2 separate regions of the Ostrinia nubilalis genome follow, and region 2 is linked to region 1. Evidence: chromatin contacts called from public Hi-C data. All regions are on one chromosome and are shown on one strand. Each heading gives the region's core, a stretch centred on a gene start, on an enhancer-like site or on the middle of the called end of the contact. The rest is flanking DNA. Distances are from core to core; before and after follow the strand shown.

Region 1 (3,638 bases), core at 12-2,511:
AGTACACACCGAAAAAGTCCTCCCAAGTCATAGAGTGATCCGAGTCGGCGTTAGCTCCGTCCATCGTGCCACTGTTTGATTCTAGCTTGACATGTTGTTTAGTTTAAATAAAACAAAAGAACACTGCTGTCTTATGATTTTATCTCACCAAACACAGAGTAAACTTTGTCGTTACATAATTTGTTGACAAACAATAGTCGCGTTGGGAAACGGAGCGGGAGGGCGCGCGCGTTGTCCCGCGAAGCCGACCGGTGAATGAGTTGAAAAAGTTTCGACCTCCTCTCTCCTCGCCCTCCTCAGTCCTCACTGCGGCGCCTTGCACCCGCTTCACTCGCTTGCACTCAAATCACGGTGCACTGCAGTCCCACACCATGATAAACTCGCCTAATAGGATTACTAACGCCAACCTATAAACTCTACGCTGGTTCTAGATAAAATCTACATCACTCAAGATAATGATTACGAAAACGATTCATTAAAGCAAATGGAAATTATGGCTCCGATTCACGCGATGTTTTTTATTGAATCAATATCTAATTAGGTGATAAGCAAAGTTAAGAATTATGTCTCATGCCATCGTCGTACTTTTAATCACGTCTTACTTAGCTACGTCTAATTTAGGGTACCTAGGTAGGTAGATAGGTATTAAATATTTCAATTTCACATCATGACTAAATCTACACATGCATGAAGGATACAAATAAATTATACAATACTTACTTTTAGGTAGGCAGGCTTTTTTCTTCAAGTTAGCTTATTTCTTGATCTTAAAAACTATGGAGGTTGGAATCACAACATCACAATCATTGATTAGAAAAAATCTATTGGTTTGAAAAACTAGAAATCAATAATGTAATCGTCTTATTGACAAAATAAATAATTAATTAATAAATAAGTTTTAAAAACTTTGCAGCTGAATTTCACAAGTCATTTTATTAATCTAAGCAAGTCACAAACAAAACAAATGGCTCATCAATCAGCTGTTTCGAACTTGACCCGCGAACATTTGACAAACGTCATCACGGCTTTATTTTAACGTCTCAATGCTTGACGTAACCCTAAAATATCTAAATTTAATTATGTGGAATTATTATTTTACTTAGTTTTCCAAATAATGATATTCTTATAACTTGATTTAGCGTCAATTTATTTCGAGTGATAAAAAAATACCTTGGAAAATACATTTTCTACAAACAAAACCGTTACTCCGTTACGTTACCTAATGAAACGTCAAAATAATGCGACAGACGCCACCATGAGCATTGATCGGTTGATTTTAACAACATGGCGATTCTTGTAATCAGTTGTTGTGCATCGTCCATTAGTTGATTTTAATGCGTGAATTACATCTAAATTGAGTTAAAGTATACTGTGTTATTGCTAATTGTGCCGAAACTGTCATCATCGTGCAAAAGGTAGCAGCTAAAGAGTGGTAAATTCTGCGAACTGAGATGATTTGAGGTACGTATTTGTTGGGTAACATTTTTATCCTATTATTATTTATATTGCACATTTTGTCGCACGTTTTGCTTTATTAGATTAACTTTGAGTACTAACGAAGTGTTCATAACGTTCGTATTTCATTTCAGCGTTCCGCTTTAGGTGGCCAAGTCGTAAAGTTGTAGGATCATTGAACCCTGCAATTTTGGATGTTTTTATAATGCCGCGTCGCGTCGGGACTGATGTGGTGCAACTGCCTATGCCCCCGAAGAAGAAATGTAAGACTTTGGAGGAGCCCCCGAGCCTCGATGTGAGTTTCTTCGACGATGAGGCTCTCCCACCTGGAATTGTGTTTTCTGATGTACAACAGAAGAAATGGCGTATTGGAAAACCTATTGGTGAGTAGATACGCAATAAATACCAGTAAACTTTCTAAAAAAGTCACTAATCTAATGGTCAGAACTAGAATGTACTTGATAACTTAACATTTGAAGAGGGAAATAAAAGTGAAAGTTGATGCATTAGATCATGATGCATAGTAGGTACATTGTTAGATATATACCACATGATTTGGAGCTGTCTTAGTCATATAGTAACAATGTTAGGCTTTGTAAATATTGATTTACTTCTTATAATTTTTAACAAACAAATAATTACCACACAGTATTATTACTTGGTTTAAGAATAACTATAAATTTCCTATTTTTACCCAATATTATGTAAAAAAAATTGATGTTCTTTTTTGTTTTACAGGCAGAGGTAGCTTTGGCAGGATATACCTAGCTTCAGACAATGTAGATGCTGAAGTAACAAAACATAATGCGAGATATGTGGTCAAAATTGAACCACACACAAACGGGCCCTTGTTCGTTGAGATACACTGTCTGATCAGGTCTGCTCAGGCAGCCAGAGGTAAGACACAGTACATATTAATAGTAATATTCACATGAAAATAAGTTATTGTGAAATCTAAACTGTTGATTTTCATTTTATTCCAGTCAAATCATGGAGACAGCAGAAGAAACAGAAACGCCTTGGGATGCCAGTATACATTGCCAGCGGCTCTTTCACTGATGAAAACACCGGTGTGAAATACAGATTCCTGGTCCTCCCTCGATATGACATTGATCTCCAGAAAGTTATTGCCCGAACAAAGGTTTTGGACTTGAAAAATGTGCTTGTATTGGCAATTCAAATTCTAGATGTGTTGGAGTACCTTCACAATCAGGGATACACTCATTCAGATATCAAAAGTTCCAATCTCATGCTTGGATTTGATGGCATGAAACAAGGGAAAGTACCACTTATAAAGCACTCCCCCTCATTCCAAAAGGAAACAAAAGAAATTGCAGTACTTTCTGGCAAGCATAGAAGAGCCAAAAGTGGTAAAAGTAGGTCATCTAACTATTATGACGATGAGGACTTCATCGTCAAAGACTATAAAAACCCATTAGATGATGGCACTGAAAATGATAAGAGATTGGCCAATGTAAAGAAGAAGCTAAGAAAAATATTATCAGACAAAGATAGCAGGACGTTGCACAGACACCATGCATTTAATTTAAGACAACTGTCTAACTACGTCAACTATGAAGATATAAATAGTTCAGTTTGTTCTGATCAATCTTATCAAAAACTACTTGATGATTTTGGTAACAATCTAATGAGAAACACTGAAGATTTTTATGAGGAAACAAAAAATAAAGATCTGAAAAATAGCACCAACGATTTAAATGAGATATTCAAAGAAGCAGTTCTCTCTCAGTCCAATGGCCAGATTTATTTACTGGACTATGGCCTGGCATCCAAGTTTTTGGACTCAAATGGGAAACATAAAGAATTTGGGATGGATGCTAGGAAAGCCCATGATGGGACATTGGAGTACAGTTCCAGAGATTCTCATATTGGCGCACATTCGCGAAGATCGGATCTAGAAACTCTGGGGTACAATCTTTTAGATTGGCTCACAGGCACACTGCCTTGGAAGACAGCAGAAGTGCTTGCGGAACCAGATTTAGTCCATGTATTAAAGAAAAATTTCATGGGAGACATCAAATTATTACTCAAGACCTGCTTCAAAACAGAGTTTTACCCTCAATTCATGGAGATGTATCTGCAGTATGTTACAAGTTTGGATTTCACTGAAGAACCAGACTATGATTACTGTAGAAGCTTATTCAAAAGTGAACTGCTGAAAA
Region 2 (3,910 bases), core at 163-2,662, 140 kb before region 1:
AAACTCTCCACTCTGGCCAGACAGGATATAACGATTGTTAGAGAAAAAAAAATACAGTATCAAAATAATCGGCCCTTCCAGGAGAGTAGGTAGGTTAGGTTAGGTTAGGTTAGGTAAGGTTTAAGAAAACACAACCAAAATTTAATAAACTTATTAAAAAAAAACTTATTTTCCTTTGCTGTATCTGTAGGTAAACTCAAGTAGGTATCTACTTAGTTTGAAAAAGTTTAAAAATAGTACTTACGCTTGGAGCATAGTTCCCCGACAAGAAGTATCGCAGTTTGGACACAGCCTCCTTGTACGCTAGCTCTGTGTAGTCCGGCACCCTCTTCAGGCCATACTCGTTCAGTTTCGACGGCCGCCTATACGGGAAGTAGGTACTCATTTCACAAAACTCCTTCGTCACTTTCACATTTTTAAAAATAAAACAAAAAACTAAATTCCAGTTCGGAACTTAAATTTAAAAGTAAAATTCAAAATTCGAACTCAAGTGTCGCATTGCGCTCGGTACTGTGTGCAGTAAGACATTTTAGTTTCGAAAATGGAATGATATTGATTACACAAATTTTCCATTGCCATGGCAACCGTTGTTAACGTCAACAAAATTTCGCGGTCTGTTGCTATGAATGAATTAATGCGTAATTTATCAAATTGAGGTTATGGTACAAGTGGAGTTTGTGATAATGGAAATTAATTAAAATGTCGGAGTAGTTAGGTATAGATTGTAAGTATTATGTACGAGTATGTCTGAGTCTGTACTGTAGAAATAAATAAAGTTCAAAAACTTTTTCACAGTTAACAGAAAGTAAGGAACCAGGTGAAACGAAACGTTTGTTAACTTTTAAAATGAATAGCATAATATTTTGACGGATGGCGTAGCGGTGCGGTGTGATCACTTTGAGCGCAGTGGGTCCCAGATTCGATTTTTGATCGGTTTAAGGGTAAAACGGGGTCCACGCGTACAAAGTCGCGGGCGGACACTTTAATTATGTGAAATAAATTAAATAACTATTAAAACAACGACGAAGTAGTCATACATTCATACTTAGGTAACAATAATTAATTAATTGACATAATAAACAAAACAAAATCCTTATCTTACTGCTTTGGTTAAATTCAGAATATTAAATCCACTCAGAGAATGAAAAAACAATGCTTATTTAACTTAAAAGAATAAATCGCATCCTAAGAAAACTAGGGAATTTTAGTAGGTACTGAAGGTACTTCACATTATTTGTAAATAAAAAAAAAGTCAAATAATTTAATTCCTACTTTAATGATTTATTTTAAACTCACCTTATTTTTGCACGCTTCAGTTTACCATTCATGTCTTTGTCAGATCCAGCGCTGGAACCACTCTTGACTCTATAGCTCGGAGACTTTGGCTTGCTCAAATAACTCGTAGACCCCATATTTTAAAAAACCAGCCACAAAAGACCTATAGTCATCAACCAAAATAGGTTTTAATACACAAAATTTTCAAACTCTGAAGTTCTTTTTAAACTGGCCGATACTAAAAAGTTTGTATTTCAAACTACGCGATAATAAAACCTATATATTTTTAGAACTATCAAATTCGAATTTGGAAGCTACAAATTCAAATTTTCAAATTTAGAACCCATTGCGTACGACAACAGACGATCAACATCAGAAAAGGAATGAAAATTTTTAAGGAACAGAACTTCCTGTCGTCTGTCTCTTTTGTTTTTATGTGGAAAACCTATGTGTCGATCTCGCTCTAGCGTGTACATTTTCTTCGGGATGAGCCTAGATTAGTCCAGGAGATGGGAAGCTAAAATAGCTAGCTTATGTAAGATGTTTTTACACATATCACACCAAATTTTAGTTTACTTGGATAATACGATATCTTAAATTGGTTTTCGGACAGATGAACAAGGAAGTTTCCATCAAACTTATTGAGACACTGTCATAAAGTTTAAAATAACACCAGTATTTATATGTTTTAAACGTCGTGTGTAGTAAGCTAAGTACCTACATGACAAAAAAAGAAGCGTTGCTTTAATAACCTTAAGCAATTCGATGTTTTCAAGTTATTTAAATTTAGTTTGTGAACTTAATGCCATAGGGAATTATCTGTAAGCCAACCAGTTAATAGTGGTAAATCTAACATTCTTAGGTATACAATGCTGGTCCCTGCACCACGTCTCTCGCACTACGTGACAGGCAGTGTCTTGCGTGATTCCTGAGACGTTACGGTTTTGGAGGGAAAACTGATCACGCGATAGTAACTGCCTGTAACAAAACTGCGTATTGTAGAGCCTATAATTTGGAAATACCAAATATTATGATAAGTATCTATTGCAACGTACAATAACAAAGTAATTACCCAAGATTTTCACATTGTAAAGCTGAACGCAGAAGTTACCTTTTCTGAATCCATAAAAATATTTTTATAAAACTTGCCTTGTTAAAATAATTATATTTTTTTACCGAATAAGTAAGGCGTTACTACTGAACTTGGGTATAATAAATAATTTAGTTTAGTTTCGAAGTTTTCTTATGCACCTTTGATTTTGTTCGGTTGCTGCTTGCTTGAAAAATTGTGGCGATTCTATAGAGCTAAGTAAGTAATGCGAACAATGAAACGTCTGATGTTTTCATTGCTAGCTTCGCCAAAGAAAACGACCTAATTCCATCGTACAATAGAAAATCCGGATTGGTGATGGGGGCGATGGTGTAGAAACTCGCCTATATTATTATAGTTACGCAGGGTGTCAGGTAACATTTATGCTTAGGTAGATACGTTACATTATATAGTATATGCCTTCGGGAAAATCAAAATCAATGTTCTCTGGTATAATAGGTACCTACATATTAACTAAATAGACTTCGGGCGCAGGTCGGCCGTAGTAAGGACAATCTGTTCAGGTGGGGATTCTTGGATGGCTCAAACTTGGAGTGCAGGTGCGGTTTTGTTCCCCAGTCGATGAAGCACATGATGTCGTGCCCTTCGTGCCCAAACAACTGCACGCAGGAGGATTTAATGAATGCTGCTGACAACGCCACTCTTTTAGCGGAGTTTTTGGCTGACACTGTGTAGGTTTGTTGTCGACACGATAAGAAGAAGATCTTAGGTCCTACTTATCCCTTTATGAATTTTCATATAAGTTATTATTTGAGAATTTCAGTCATAGTTTTGCTAAGTTCGTCACAACTGAAGCTGAAAACGTAAAGGAATCACCTTCGCATTTGTGATTTAAAGCTATAAGGCCATCTTATCTTATAGGTAGGCTACTATAGCTATTCCACGAAGGCTGTCTATGTTTAATGTACATTCCATGACACCGCCTGGCACCATATCTCGCGTGTGGAACACCATTTGGAGGCTCCGACAAAGGGATCTTCGTAAATCGATACGACAGAACTTTTTGGGTCGCTTCTTGAAGATATTTCATGGAAATGCAGTAAGACATCAAGAATATTGAATTTGTAGCATGGAGTTAAGTTTTCAACTCGCTCCAAATACAAATAAATTACATAGTACAGTCAGCGTCAAATAGTTCGTGAGACCCAAAGTAGCTATTAAATTCGCAACACGTCTTTGTTGCAATTGGATTAAGGTTGTTGTGTTGTCAACTTTTTGGCCTCTATGGCCACTAAACAAAACTATCATACAAAGCAAAGTAAAATTAAAGCAATTTTAGTAAAATTAAAATCCATTGCAGTTTTCGCATCCATGATGTTTCCGATCGATTTTCACCATGGCGATTGGCGACCATTTTCTTAGACGCGTTATTACAAAAATTTATATCAAACTCCATTCAATCTGTCATTTGTAATAAGGTTCTCTATCTGTAGTTGCACCGCCTAAGTAACTTTAACCGTAACGTAACGCGGCGCGGGACTACAAATACTTGTATGAAAAGGACACTTCACACGTGTCACGCAT

Evidence for each region. Hi-C and Micro-C count contacts between places; a contact is called where the count stands out from the background.
Region 2: a Hi-C map of whole larva shows a contact between it and region 1, with 2.7 times the contacts expected there. The contact joins the promoter of LOC135084431 here to the promoter of LOC135084592 in region 1. A contact is called at or near these places in 2 of 5 Hi-C or Micro-C datasets (whole body and whole larva).

What each region holds. Positions count from the first base shown.
Region 1 is chr26:4,822,593-4,826,230 of ilOstNubi1.1, reverse strand. It overlaps LOC135084592, which reads left to right and starts at 1,261. Exons shown (of 5, transcript XM_063979365.1): 1 at 1,261-1,461; 2 at 1,590-1,838; 3 at 2,194-2,352; 4 at 2,439-3,638. The coding sequence starts at 1,661. It overlaps LOC135084487, which reads right to left and starts at 419. Exons shown (of 11, transcript XM_063979274.1): 1 at 10-419. The coding sequence starts at 64.
Region 2 is chr26:4,958,922-4,962,831 of ilOstNubi1.1, reverse strand. LOC135084431 reads right to left here and starts at 1,412. Exons shown (of 17, transcript XM_063979214.1): 1 at 1,297-1,412; 2 at 245-362. The coding sequence starts at 1,412.